Regions from separate parts of the Mus musculus genome. Here region 2 is linked to region 1. Evidence: chromatin contacts called from public HiChIP or PLAC-seq data. All regions are on one chromosome and are shown on one strand. Each heading gives the region's core, a stretch centred on a gene start, on an enhancer-like site or on the middle of the called end of the contact. The rest is flanking DNA. Distances are from core to core; before and after follow the strand shown.

Evidence for each region. HiChIP or PLAC-seq counts read pairs in DNA pulled down with a chosen protein or histone mark.
Region 2: a contact with region 1 is called in an H3K4me3 HiChIP or PLAC-seq map of bone marrow-derived macrophages, with 4 times the contacts expected there. The contact joins two enhancer-like sites. A contact is called at or near these places in 1 of 484 Hi-C or Micro-C datasets (nephron progenitors), 5 of 115 datasets of contacts at active chromatin or transcription factors (bone marrow-derived macrophages, cardiomyocytes, embryonic basal ganglia and 2 more) and 1 of 9 other capture datasets (pancreatic islet).

Annotation. Positions count from the first base shown.
Region 1 is chr4:134,515,690-134,522,663 of GRCm38.p6, forward strand. It overlaps Aunip (aurora kinase A and ninein interacting protein), which reads left to right. Exons shown (of 3, transcript NM_001081099.1): 2 at 5,783-5,912. Among named protein-coding and RNA genes, the nearest start is that of Aunip, 8.2 kb to the left of the region's middle. Within about 2 kb of position 1,447, at least 94 of the 459 cell types and tissues checked have an H3K27ac peak or open chromatin away from gene starts, as enhancers often do. A contact at or near this core is called in bone marrow-derived macrophages and pancreatic islet, where this site is marked.
Region 2 is chr4:134,875,759-134,883,318 of GRCm38.p6, forward strand. Rhd (Rh blood group, D antigen) reads left to right here. Exons shown (of 10, transcript NM_011270.3): 2 at 557-743; 3 at 4,132-4,282. Among named protein-coding and RNA genes, the nearest start is that of Rhd, 15 kb to the left of the region's middle. Within about 2 kb of position 3,798, at least 43 of the 459 cell types and tissues checked have an H3K27ac peak or open chromatin away from gene starts, as enhancers often do. A contact at or near this core is called in bone marrow-derived macrophages and pancreatic islet, where this site is marked.

The sequences.
Region 1 (6,974 bases), core at 197-2,696:
ACGGGTGTGCGGGTCTGTGTTGAAGTTTGTGTACGTTGATGCAGGTGCCTTGAGGCCAGAGATCCTCTGGAGTGGCGTCAGAGGCAATTGTGAAGTGCTCCGGTTCTCTGGACTACAAGTGCTCTTGACTGCTGAGTCATCTCTGTAGCCCTTATTAAGACAGGGTCTCAGCCAGGCAGTGGTGGTGCAGGCCTTTAATCCCAGCCCTTAGGAGTCAGAGGCAGGCAAATCTCTGAGTTCGAGGCCAGCCTGGTCGACAGAATGAGTTCCAGGACAGTCAGAGCTACACAGAGAAACCCTGTCTTGAACTTCCCTCCTCCCCCCAAAAAGCCAGAGCCTTGTGCATTGCAGGTTGTCCTTGAGCTCCCATGTAGGCCAGGATGAGCTGAGCTTCTGATTTTCCATCTCTGTCTTCTGGGGCTGGATTTTAGGCATGGCCATTCTGCCCAATGTTATAATGTGCTAGAGCTCAAAATCAGAGCTTTGTGAATGCCAGATAAGCACTCCACCAACTGAAGTACATCCCCAGCCCTGAAGTTTTACCTTATAAAGAACAATAATAGAAACTAATAACAATATACCGTGTAGAAACCCACTGCAGTAGTCAGTGACAGATTACAGCTTACCTTGTGTATTTCTGTAGTTTCCACTAATGCCTTAGACTAGAGCTGCCGTAGAAAACTGAAACAGAGCATTGTTAAAGGGAGTTCTCTCACTCTTGGGGTTATGGCTACGCACCTTCCACAGAAGCCCCCCACGTTCTATGACTGTTTGAAAAGACTATTTCACTTATGTAACTTTCAAGTTTTATCTTTTTTTTTGAAGATCTATTTATTTATTTTACGTATATGAGTACACTGTAGCTGTCTTCAGACACACCAGCATATAGAGAGCATTAGATCCCCATTACAGATGGTTGTGAGCCACCATGTGGTTGCTGGGAATTGAACTCAGGACCTCTGGAAGAGCAGTCAGTGCCCTTAACCGATGAGCCATCTTTCCAGCCCCAAGTTTTATCTTTTAACTATGCTTCCTGTATTAAAAAAAAAAACACAAAACATTGAAAAACCTGCCACTGCGCCCTTGCCCCAGTACTGGGGATTGAATCTAGGGCCTGGCACGTGCCAGGCAATCCTGCTACCACTACTCTCTCTGACTTTTAAATCATTTTTACTTCATATGCAGATATGCACATCTGTGTGTGTGTGCTGGCATCCTTGGGAGCCCCTAGGAAATATATTTTCCTACACATTAGGGAGGTGACACAAATTTAAGGTGATATGTTTGCCACCTTCATTGTGTTACATTTAAATGTCATTATAATTAAAGAAAGGGCGTGATCAGGAACATCCCAGAAACCCTGGCTGAGTCATCGCTGGTTTCTAGGCCAGTGAGGTGGAGCACTGACTGCTGTCCTGATCCTCCGCAGCTCTGTTAGCATTCATGCCGTCAGCACATTCTCTGCTGGGCTTGCTGCTATATTTAGAATTCTTTCCTCCATTCTTCCCTCTCCATCCTGTCAGTTTGTCCTTGGGTTGAACAGAAGGCCTCCCTGTATCTAAGCCTCTTGGAGGGCATTCAGGTCCTCTACCACCTCCGTGTCCTCGGCTCTGCCTCCCCTCTCCCCAACTAAGGTCTCCCCCGCATTGGGCTTATGAGAGTGCCTCAATGCCTAGTCTAGAGTCGCATTTCTTACCGTGTCTCTCCCAGGGCCAGGATAACCCTTGGCTTAGTTGAATTGTCTCTGTCTCCTCATAATGGCCAGAAGCTCCTTCAGTCTCACGGGCACTGATTGGACAGGCATTGGCTCTTTCGCTGCTCGACCTCGCTCTGCTCCAGCCACACCGACCCTGCTGCTCCTGGGTCCCTTGGCCTGGTGCTTTAGCACTTGTCTGCTCCTGAGTGGGTGGAGTAGAGCCACGCGCACCATTCTGCGCTTGTTCGGATCCCAGTTTTATCAGTGAGTTCTTCCTTAGCCTCTGTCCCTGCCCCACGCGCTCGTCGCCATCTCTCCCTTGCTTCATCTTTCACTGTAGCATGGTCCGTCCAGCATGCAATATGCTCTGTATTTAACCTGTCTATTTTGTTGTTCATTAGCGTGAAAGGCCAGCAGGAGTCTTTAGCAGTTGTACTCAGTAAATAGTTATCTGCCGAGTGAACAACCGGCCAGCCTTGCTGATCAGGTACATCCTGTTGCAGCGCCTTACTCTTCCTCTCTGAGGGATGAGTGGGAGGACTTTGAGCTTTTTTGGGTAAAAATAGGCTGGAGATCTCCAGGAAAGTGGCTGCTGACGTGTTTAGCACTCTCCTTGCTGTTACTACCTCCTTTCTTTCTAAGAGAGAGGGAAAGCTTAGTTCACTAGGTGGAAAGGCTTAACAGCAGTGGCGAACGAAGATAACCGCACTCGAGGGATGCACACCTGTAGCCTGGCAAAGACTGTTGTCCATTCTTATGCTTTGTGACCTCCTGGCATCCATTTTAGTCAGAAGTTACATTTTCTAATGCCAGAAGTGGAGGCCATTGACTATATAAGTTTCCAATTTTGTACCCTAATCTAGAACCCCACAGCTCCTCAGTGTGGTCAATCCAATTACCTGCTTTATACAGCTGTTTGCTGGTGCCCACGTCCTGTGGGACAGCTAGATGCAGCCTGGCTGGCTGGCTTTGCTTATCTTCCTACCTGACATTGACTGGGTCCTAACTCTGTGATCTCCTAGAACTCAGATCTGCTTGCCTTAACCCACCAGTTGAAACTCTCCAAGGAAAACTTGTTTGGATAATGTCCTGGACTCATGGAACCGGGGTTGGCCCAGTGTTTTCGTCTCTGTTTTCTTGCCTTGGGCTTATAATCATGCCCCCCCCCCCAACCAGCAAAGAACCCCTCCCCCCCCCAATGCAGACTGACCTCTAGCTCGCTGAGCATTTTGTTTGTTTGCATTTCAGTAGCTTGCATATATAGATACTCAAATATCATTCACAATATTTCACACATTTAACATGTGTTCCCATCAAATTGAAAGACCATATGCCAGCGTGGGCCTCTTACAATGTGTTGGGTAGGTTCCAAGAGTGAGTGTTTCTAGGGAGCAAGGCAGAAGTCCTTTGCATTCTAGTTTGGGGATCCAGATTATGGGTCAAGATAGTAACAGGATTTCTCCCAAACTCAAAGTCAAGGTGAAGCAATAAGGACTTCTCTCTTACGGAAAGAGTTGGTAGAGTGAGTGCCGGACAGCAAGGGCTACAAAGAGAGACCCTGTCTAGAAAAAATGAAGAAACAAAAAGAAAAGAAAAACAAACAAACAAAAAAAGTCCTACAGGGGGCTGGTGAGATGGCTCAGTGGGTAGGAGCATCCGACTGCTCTTCCAAAGGTCAGGAGTTCAAATCCCAGCAACCACATGGTGGCTCACAACCATCTGTAACAAGATCTGACTCCCTCTTCTGGAGTGTCTGAAGACAGCTACAGTGTACTTACGTATAATAAATAAATAAATCTTTAAAAAAAAAAAAAACAGTCCTACAGTGACTTAGTTGATAGACTGCAGTGCTCATCTTGGGTGCATACTGACCTGGAAAGTACTTCCAGTAGCAGGCTAGGGAAGCCTGCCATGGTCTCCTCTCTGCCCCCAGTTCTTAACTGCCTGCTGTTCATGGTATTTTGGGTTTTCATGGGGTCAGCTATTTCTGTTTTTTAATTTTAACTTTTAGGTGTATAAATGTTTGCTAGCCTGTATGTCTGTGTACCACATGTATGCCTGGTGCTGGTGGATCCCCTGGAACTGGGGCAACAGATGGTAGTGACTGCCATGTGTGTGCAGGTCCTCTGGAAGAACAGCTAGTGCTCTTACCAACTGGGCTATCTCCCCAGTGCACTGCTCCTGTGTTTAAATGTTTGGTTTGTATGTAGCCAGGGTTGGCCTAGAACTTACTATGTAGACCAGTCTGACCTTGAATTTGGAGAGAGTCACCTGCTTCTGCCTTTCCAGTGCTGGGGTTAGAAATGTGTGCCACTATACCTGGCAAAAAATCTGCTTTTAAATGTATAATCTTGTTTTAACCATTTGAGGTACAATAGGGTTTCCATATGTACAACTGAAGTCAACTCCTGCCTAGAACTAATGATTTGGAGTCTAGTGTGTACATGTAGGCTAAGCACTTGGGAGGTGGAGGCTGGAGGGCCACAAATTCAAGGTCAGCTGGGTCTACATAGTGAAACCTATCAACAGTCTATAACTCCAGTTCCAGGAGATCTGGTGCCCTCTTCTAGCCTCTGAGGACGGACACCACACGTGCACTCAGTCCACAGACACACATGTAGGCAAACACTCATGAAATAGTAACAAATCTTAGGGGAAAGCTGGCACATGCAGCGGGAGGGAGAAAGGAATTTTATTCCCAGCTGGTTCCGAGGGGAGCCTTGTGCGCCACTGTGACATCATCGGGGACCTTTCTCTAAAAGTGAAAAAGAGAGCAAGCACGTGGCCTGGCCTCCTACGCCTGGACATAGACCCGAAGGACTCATGGCCTACTGCAGAGATGCTGGACATAGACCCGAAGGACTCATGGCCTACTGCAGAGATGCTGGACATAGACCCGAAGGACTCATGGCCTACTGCAGAGATGCTGGACATAGACCCGAAGGACTCATGGCCTACTGCAGAGATGCTGGACATAGACCCGAAGGACTCATGGCCTACTGCAGAGATGCTGGACATAGACCCGAAGGACTCATGGCCTACTGCAGAGATGCTGGACATAGACCCGAAGGACTCATGGCCTACTGCAGAGATGCTGGCTTGCCCATTGTTTACTGCCACTCTATCCCAACACCAAGGATATGGAATCAACCCAGATGCCCATCCAGATGAACTGAATGGATAATGAAAGCATATATATACACATCATATTCAACCTTAAAGAAAATGAAATGATGCAGTTTGCAAGAAAATGGCTGGTATTTGGCTCACAGTTTGAGGGGATAGTCCATGTGGTGGTGAAGTCCTGGCCGTAGCAGTGGGGGACAGTTGTTCACATTGTGTCTGCAGTTAGTGAGCAGAGACTGAGGGCTGGTCGCTCAGCTGGCCTTCTCCTTTCTGCATGGTGCTGCTTACTCTAAGAGTGCGTCTTCCCACCTTGGTTGAGACAGTCCTGAACAGGCAAGGCCAGACGCTAACTTCATCTATAATAATTTCATTTACAATGGGCTGCTTCGGTTTTTCCTTTACTATTTTTAACCCTTCCGTTTGCGTCTCTTACTGTTCCAGCTGAGACTGCTGCACTGGTTAGGAGCAGAGAAAGTAGACACCTTGACTTGTTCCTGGGTTTAGTGGAAATTTTTCTTAAGTAACATATGTTGCCTTTATGTTTGTTTCTTCTGTTCTGGGTTTCTTTGGGACTTTGACCATAAAGGGATGTTTGAATGATTTGAACTCATCCCATGTGGTTCTGCGGCCATGTTCTTAACCATTAAGTGCATAGTTGAAAATTATCCAAAATGTATTGATTGCTAGTGCAGAATCAACTATTTCTAAATCTAAAGGAGAGGGCCTCATCTTTGCATTCTTTGATTAATACTCTTTGGTCAGCCTTACTGATAACTCTTGAATATTGGAAAGACTGCACTGAAGTAAAGATCCTCTCAATGGCAGGAAGCAGAGGGAGATGGTGTCCAGTATAAACCAGCTGCCTAGAGAGTGGGATGAGCTGGGCCACAGGGTGGGACCAGTATGCTTCCAAGAATCACTGCTGTTACAGTAACAGGTTCCATTCTTTTTCTCCCTCAGACACATTTAATCAAACTAGGCACCAAAATGCTGCCATTGCTTCCTGGAGAGAGGAAACCTAATGATCCTTTTACCCAAAGAAGAGGCACTAGACAGACCAGCATTGCATCTTTTGTCACGCTACAATCAGGTATGGTACCCACCTGGCAACACGTCAGTATCTGAGGAGCAGAACAAGTGTGTTCACGTCTCCATCATGGGATGGGGCCTTTATGAGCTGTACATCGTGCTCTGGAGAAGCTAGATATTATACATACTTTTATATGCGTGTTTGCTGGTTCTGTTCTCCTCCATCTAATTTGAAATATTTTTATTCACCGAAAGAGCAGTGAGTAAGGGCATACGTGAGAGCTGCCTCAGAGCAGGCTGGAGCACACAGAGCCAGTTGGAGGAGCACTGGGAATGAGTGCTCCCACGCCCGGTGCCACTCAGGATAGCTGTGTGAACTTAATGTGCACCGTTCTCCTCCAAACAAAAGATAAACACTTCTGTCTCTTATTACCAGGGAAGTAACCCCTCTCCACTCCCCCCAAAAAACACTCCCCATTTTCAAAATCTGGTGTATTTTATATTCTCTATGTTGAATTCTTTTTTTTTGAGGGGGGGGGGTTTCAAGACAGGATTTCTCTGTGTAGCCCTGGCTGTCCTGGAACTCACTTTGTAGACCAGGCTGGCCTCGAACTCAGAAATCCGCCTGCCTCTGCCGAGTGCTGGGTTTAAAGGCGTGCGCCACCACGCCCAGTGAAGATTCTCACAGAATAGTTTCTGCAGTGTACCTTATTAGAGAAGTAAAAAAAGAAATCCAACATTCTGCTTTCTAAAATGGTATCTTTATATAATTTGAGTGGACTAGGAATCCTGTTTCATTCCTCTTTAAGGGAGAACGGGATCCATCCCACACTTACTGAAATGGGTAGGCTAGACAGACACCAGTTTGTTTTCAGTTTCTAACTGGTTGATTTAGCATCCTACTATCTTCATTGGCTTTCCCATGAAATGTCTGAGGAGGGCGGGGCTGGGTAGGGGAGGGTTTAGGTAGAAATGACATTTATTTTTATAATTACCAGAAAATTTTAGAATTTGATAGCTATTATGAGATTTTTTTTTTTTATGATCTTAAAAAACAAATGTCTAGGAATATTTCCTTAAGTATTACCTGAGTATGTGGTTGGCTGAGGTAGGATCATTGTTT
Region 2 (7,560 bases), core at 2,548-5,047, 360 kb after region 1:
GTCCTGGCTGTCCTGGAACTCACTTTGTAGACCAGGCTGGCTTCGAACTCGGAAATCGGGATTAAAGGTGTGCGCCGCCATGCCCGGCTCTGTTTTATAATTTCTTTCCAAGCTGCTTCTTATGAGGATGACTTGGTTCTGGCCACAGGAACTCTGAGCCCCCTCTGCCTTCTCTTTTCGGGCACACCGGAACCGTGGTAGAGCCCTGCCCATAATCCCAGAGCAATTTTACCTTCTCTGAATGCCAATGACACAGGGTCCCCGAGTCTGCGCTTGCGCACACCATAGTGTTTATTTCTCATCACGGTTGACCATTTTCTATGCGCTCATACCTGCCTGAACCACTTTACCAGCTTTCACTCATCTACCCTCACCTCAGCCCTGGGTACGCAGCAGTCATTATCCCATTATTCAGATGAGAAAATTGAGGCCCAAAGAAGAGAGGCAATATGGCTCAGCTCTCTTAAATGACCTCCGATGTCCTGTCCAATGGCGACTGTGTCCGACTCACCTTTCTTCCTTTGTCCCCACCCACTCCACCCCTCCTCATTCACAGTCCTCCGGAATTTGACCCTCATGGCAGCCTTGGGCTTCGGCTTCCTGTCCTCGTCCTTTCGGAGACACAGCTGGAGCAGTGTGGCCTTCAACCTCTTCATGTTGGCCCTCGGGGTGCAGGGAACAATCTTGCTGGACCATTTCCTGGGCCAGGTCCTCCAATGGAACAAGATCAACAATCTGTCCAGGTAACTGAAAGGAGCTGGGTCACGTGGGTGCTTTGAATGCTGAGGGGGAAGGTTCATGACCTCTTGACCCCCCTCTCTCTGTCATACAAAATAGGATATACTGTTTCTACAAGATTTTCATTGCTTATACAAAAATCTAATTTAATTGGCCCTCCTGGGTATGGGTATGCCAACCCCGTGCTACCCGAGGGATCTGAAGCTATAGCTCACCCTGGGAGTCTCCCTAGTTTATTAATGATTTGGATCGTCATTGTGAACAATGGACAGAGGTTAGTAGGAAAAAGAAGAAAAGGAATAAACACACACAAAACAGAACAGGATACAGAAGTGTCACCCAGAGAGGTGCCCCCCTCTTTTTTAAATATATATATTTATTATATATAAGAAGACTGTAAGCCGGGCGTGGTGGTGCACCCCTTTAATCCCAGCACTCCGGAGGCAGAGGCAGGTGGATTTCTGAGTTTGAGACCAGCCTGGTCTACAAAGTGAGTTCCAAGACAGCCAGGGATACACAGAGAAACCTTCTCTTGAAAAAACAACAACAACCAAAAAGTAAATTTAAATTTGGACTGGAGAGATGTCAGTGGTTAAGAGCACTGACTGCTCTTCTGAAGGTCCTGAAGGTCCTGTGTTCAAATCCACACAACCACATGGTGGCTCACAACCATCCATAAGGAGATCTGATGCCCTCTTCTGGTGCGTCTGAAGACAACTACAGTGTACTTAGAGCCAGAGCGAGTGGGGCCCACTGGAGCTAGCAGAGGTCCTGAATTCAAAATTCCCAGCAACTACATGATGCCTCACAACTATCAGTACAGTTACAGTGTACTCATATACATAAAATAAATAAATCTTTAAAAAATTCTTGCAAAAAAAGTACACTGTAGCTGTTTTCAAAACAGAAGAGGGCATCAGATCTCGTTGCAGATGGTTGTGAGCCACCATGTGGTTGCTGAGATTTGAACTCAGGACCTTCAGAAGAGCAGTCAGTGGTCTTAATTGCTGAGCCATCTCACCAGCCCTAGAGAGGCGCTATCTTTAAAGACAAAAAACAGTGGCTGGTTATTGGTTATGCATGCCTTTAATCCCAGCACTCAGGAGCCCTAGGTAGGTGGATCTCTGTGAGTTTGAGGCCAACCTGGTCTACAGATCGAGTTCCAGGACAGCTGGGGCCACACAGAGAAACCCAGTCTTGGAAAATTTTTTTTTTTTTTTTAAAGATTTATTTATTACCTGTAAGTACACTGTAGCTGTCTTCAGACACACCAGAGGAGGGTGCCAGATCTCGTTACAGATGGTTGTGAGCCACCATGTGGTTGCTGGGATTTGAACTCTGGACCTTCGGAAGAGCAGTCGGGTGCTCTTACCCACTGAGCCATCTCACCAGCCCCCGGAAAATTTTTTAAAAAAAATTATATATATAATTAGATTACATTAAAATAATGATAACGGACATCTCACCCCTGAGAGCAGAGAACACAGCTGTTACTTGATCCTGGAGGCTGGGTTCCTCAGCAGTTGGCACAGGATGCCGACCACGTGGTACTTGCTCAGACCTGGGGGCTTACTGGTCCTTCGTGCATGGTGGATGCTGCTTCTAAATATCAGCAAATGACTTAGCAGAAGCAGTGTGGATCAACTGGGCAGCGAGAGGGAAGGCCTGGTGGGCGGGGCCTGGAAGAAAATGCCCCATGGACATACACACAGGCCTATCTGATGGAGACAGTTCCTCAGTTGAGGGTCTCCTCTCACAAGAGATCCTCCTGCCTCAGCCTTCTGAGTGTGGAGATTACAAGTATGCTGTTACTTTTATGTGGTAGTGGGGGGTCAGAAGACTCCCTAGAAAGTCCAGGCGGTGATCAACTTCCTTGTTGTGTCTGATGTGTGTTCAAGAATTCTGCTCTTACCGGAACTCCCCAGGTGTTGTCTCTATCCTAGACAGGAAGTCATCCAAGGTCCCGATATTGCTCAGTCAGCCTTTTAAAATCCCCCCCCCCCCCTTATTTTTTCAAGACAGAGTTTCATTTGTTGTGTAGCCCTGGCTGTTCTGGAACTCACTCTGTAGAGCAGGCTGGCTTCGAACTCACAGACATCCTCCTACCTCTGCCTCTGGAGTGCTGGGATTAAAACACATGCCACCACTGCCCGGCTGAATCAGGCTTTTTAACCACCCCATGTCAGGGTCTTCCCACACTGCCCACTGCCCAGTGATTTCTGTACTGAGCTTGTCAGAGCAGTAAGCACTCACTCATCAAGAATAGCCTGTCTGGTCGCAGTGACCACCGAGATTCCCCACATACTGAGTCACTCCTGGTCCACACAGGACCTCTTCCCCATGTCCTTCTCTTACCTTCCCCTCACACCTTTGAGCCTCATGAACAACAGTGATTGCTAGGAAGGCTGTGTGCAGATGAGTGGACTCTGGCTTTAGATCTGGCTTCAGATCTGGGACCTGAATCTCATGTTTGTTATCAGTAGGTACTAGCCATCCTTCCGACTCCCTAGCCTCTTGTACACTACAGAGAACGTAGTGCCGACCTAGCAATCCCTGCTGATGGAGGGCTGACCTTTAACCTTGGACATCTCCGCAGCCTCTAAACAGCATCCGGATGCCAGCTTCATTAAATTCCTAGGCTTCAGAGAAAAGCTCAGTGCCACCTCCCCCTGGAGGCCCTCCCTGATAAGCCCAGTTGGCACAGCTGTCTCAGGAAGCCCCGTGTCTCCCAAGCCAACCAAAATCACTTTGAAAACAAAACAAAACAAAATAACAACAACAATGTTTTTCTCTACCCGAATCCCAACACCAAACCTGCACACTTGTCCAGGAGAGGAAGGATTTGACAGTCTTCATAATGCCTGCCCCAATTTACGAGTTTCCTCTTCAAGTGCTTGCCATTGCTAATCATTTTTGTATTATATATGCATATACAATGTCTTCCTTCTAACCCCTGGCCCAGCTCCGGGGAAACCAATAGGTCATTCTTATTTTACTGGCGGATGCTCCGTAAGATTAATGAGCCGCTTGGGTGGTGGGCCAGCAGGTACACGGGCGCCCTCTACTGAGCATCTGAGTGGCCACGGCAGAAAGGAAGTGTGAGGTGGCAGTGAAATTCAGGCAGCTGTGTCCCTGAGGAAGAAAAAGCCACTTTGAGTCGCAGTGACTTGTAGGAGAGGCTCTGAGACTCCCAGCATCACTGTATCGTGTCTTTGTGCAAAGAAAACTCAGACCACAGGTGCCGCCCTGATGGAGCACAGGACAGCCCCACTCTGCCTCTGTAGCGTTCCTGTGGGCGGGGCCTGAAGAGAGAGAACTCTTCTTCGTCCTCTCATCCTCTCTCTCCCTCTCTCTCCCTCCCCTTCCTACTTGCCTCCTAATCCCGCTTTTCAGCATCCAGATAGCTACCATGAGCACCTTACCTGTGCTGATCTCAGCGGGCGCTGTCCTGGGGAAGGTCAACCTGGTGCAGCTGACCGTGATGGTGCTGATGGAGGCAATGGCCTTTGGTGCCATCAGATTTGCCGACGAGAAGGTCTTCAAAGTGAGTTCCCTGGGCTGTGAGGGGGGACCTTGTGAGGGGGATCTTGGAGAAGGTGGGGAGGTAGGACGCTACCCCAACTGGAACTGCAAGTGGTTAGGCTCCACTGAGGGTTAAACACAGCAAGCGAGGGCCTGGAGCTTCACAAGGTGTTTGTTTGTTTGTTTGTTTGTTTGTTTTATGTATCAGAGTGCTCTATCTGCATTACACCTGCCCGCCAGAAGAGGGCGTCCGATCCTGTGATAGATGGTTGTGAACCACCATGTGGTCCTGACTTTGGGAGAGCACCCAGTGCTCTTAACCACTGAGCCATTTCTCCAGCCTCTTCCTAAGGTTATTAAGGGATGCGTTAAGATGAATTCCCAGAATGCAGTAGTCAGGGTTCTCTAAAGAAAGAACTGATAGAATATGTATAATATTTCAGAGTGACTAACAGGCTAGCCCAGCTAGCCCAACAATCACTAACTCCCAATGGAAATCCCAAGAATCCCGTAGTTGTTCAGTCCGCGAGGCAGGGTGTCTCAGCTGGCCGTCAGTAGACACTGGAATCCTAAAGGAACCGGTCCTAGCACCCGTGAAGGACTAAACTTGCCAGTGAGAGTGAGGGCCAGCAGGCAAAGAGCAAGCGCTTTTTCCTTCCATGTCTAAGATCTCTTGGGTTTCAGTTCATTCTAGATATAGTCGACAACCAAGCATAGCCACCACACGCAGCTGGCACACCACTCACACCTCGATGGCAGTGGTCCAGCGAGTTACAAGTTGAGTGTCTCATTTTATGCTGACGGAGTCGTTGTTGTTGTTTTATTGAGACAGGATCTCACTCTGTAGCCCTGGCCAGCCTGGAACTTGCTATGTAGACCAGGCTGGCCTCAAACTCACAGAGATATACTTATCCCTGCCTCAAGAGTGCTGGGGTTATGGGGGCTGGAGAGATGGCTCAGTGGTTAAGAGCACCGACTGCTCTTCTAAAGGTCTCCTGAGTTCAAATCCCAGCAACCACATGGTGGCTCACAACCATCTGTAATGAGATCTGACACCCTCTTCTGGTGTGTCTGAAGACAGCTGTAGTGTACTCATATACATAAAATAAATAAATAAATCTTTAAAAATTAAAAAAAAAAAAAGAGTGCTGGGGTTAGCTGGGCGTGGTGGCACACGCCTTTAATCCTAGCACTCAGGAGGCAGAGGCAGGCGGATTTCTGAGTTTGAGGCCAATCTGAACTACAGCGTGAGTTCCAGGACAGCCAAGGCTATACAGAGAAACCCTGTCTCAAAAATTAAAAAAAAAAAAAAAAAAAAAGAGTGCTGGGGTTAAAAGTGTGCACTGCCACACTCACCGCTAGTGTCTCCTTTTAAAGCAATCTTTAAAGCCATCTCAAGGTTAGCATAACGTCTTTCTGAGAGGGGCTGTTGTGAGTCTAGGTTTGAAGCCAGCCCATAAGGGTGCCAGTCCAATGGCTTTCCCAGTCCTTCTGTCTGAACCCTGACCCTGCCGTGACCCCGAGGGATGAGATGGTCAGTCTTCTTACCTCATAGATGAGAAAGCCAATGCTCAGAGAGGGGAAGGAACTATGCCAAATCACACAGCATCATAGCAGCAGGGAGTCTCAGCCTCTGTTAGGAGTAAAAGCGCCGGAGTTGATGTCAGAGCCCGAGGTGCACCCCAGCTCTGCCCCCAGCAGAGTCCCCAGGATTAACTTCTTAGTGCCTCAGCCTCTTCATTTGCCTCTGGAGGGTGACTCCACTGCCTCAATGGTCTGGGGAGTGCGTGTATTAATCCACTGACGTGAGATGGCTCTGTGGGAAAGAGCGAGGTTGCTCAAGCATGAGGGTCTGAGTTCAAATTCCCAGCACTCTTGCAGAATCTAGGTGCAGTTGAGGATGTGCCCATAAGCCCAGCACTGGGGGTCGGGGAGACAGACAGACTGCTGTGGTGTGCTGCTGCTATCCTGGCTCCAGGCTCAGTGAGAGACCCTGTCTCAAGGAAAGAAGGTGGACTGAGCAGGACATGTGATGGCCTGTTTGCATTAACCTGAAAACACACACACACATCACACATCAAACATCACACACCACACATCAAAAGAGAGAGCGTCTTAGTGGTGGTTTCATTGTTGTGATAAACACCGTGAGCAAAGCAACTTTGGGGAGGGAGGGGCTTGTTTCAGTTTTGAGACTGCGGTCTATCATGAAAGCAAATTAGGGTAGGAACTCAAGGCAGGAACTAAGGCAGAACCCTTGGTGACCTGATGCTTGCTGGCTTGTTTGGCTTACTTTCTCATATAACCTCGCATAGGGATAGTGACACCCACATCAATTCATAGCAGCTATGTCCCCCTAGTCACACCTCAAGCCCTACGCCCATCCCCGCCGTGGCTTCTTTATACTTTCTTGGTCTGTATACCACAATCCTTGCCCATAATTCACAGACATAAATATGGCAAAGGCATGTATGCTAAGCAAGCATTCAATGGAATGAGCTATATAGCTTATATAGCTCCATTTTAGGTGTATATGACAGGGTCTCACTTTTGTAGTCCAGGCTGGCCCCGAAATCGCAGCATCCTCTTACTCCAGCCTTCTATGAGCTGGAAGTGCAGGCGTGTCCTCTTTCTGGTCCTTACTTGGGCTTGCAACTTTATGCGTGAGCGAGGCTCTTAGCATCGCCCGCCCATTTGAGAAGAACTTCCTGGGAGTACCTGTTAGATCCCAGTCCTTCTCAAGACCCTGGAAAAATACAGCCTCAAGGAACTTCTGCTGCGAAAGAAACAGTTACCAGTAAAAAGTGAAATGGGCAAAAGATGTGTCGTGTTAGTGATAAATTCTATAATGAAAAGTAAGCCATAGGACCAGAGAGATGGCTCAGAGGTGAAGAGCACTGGCTGCTCTTCCAGAGGTCCTGAGTTCAATTCCCAGCAACCACATGGTGGCTCACAACCAGCAGTCTTGGGATCCAATGCCATCTTCTGGTGTGTCTGAAGACAGCTACAGTGTACTCATAAAAATAAAATAAATATATCTTTGAGGAAAAAAAGAAAAAGAAAAGTAACCATAGACAGGTGGCGCAAAATATGAGGGGCAGGTAAGACCCCAGACATGGTTAGGGAAGCTCCAGCAAGCCAGCCCTGGGGGGCCTCAGGCAACAGTGCCAGCCCTGGGAGAGATTAAGTCTGTCCAGAGGCCCGTGTCTTTGCCCACACCCATTCACACATCTTGCCCTTTGGTTCTCCTAGAAAACAGAGTGCTGAGATGTACCTTTTTTGCTGCTCACTCTCACCTCC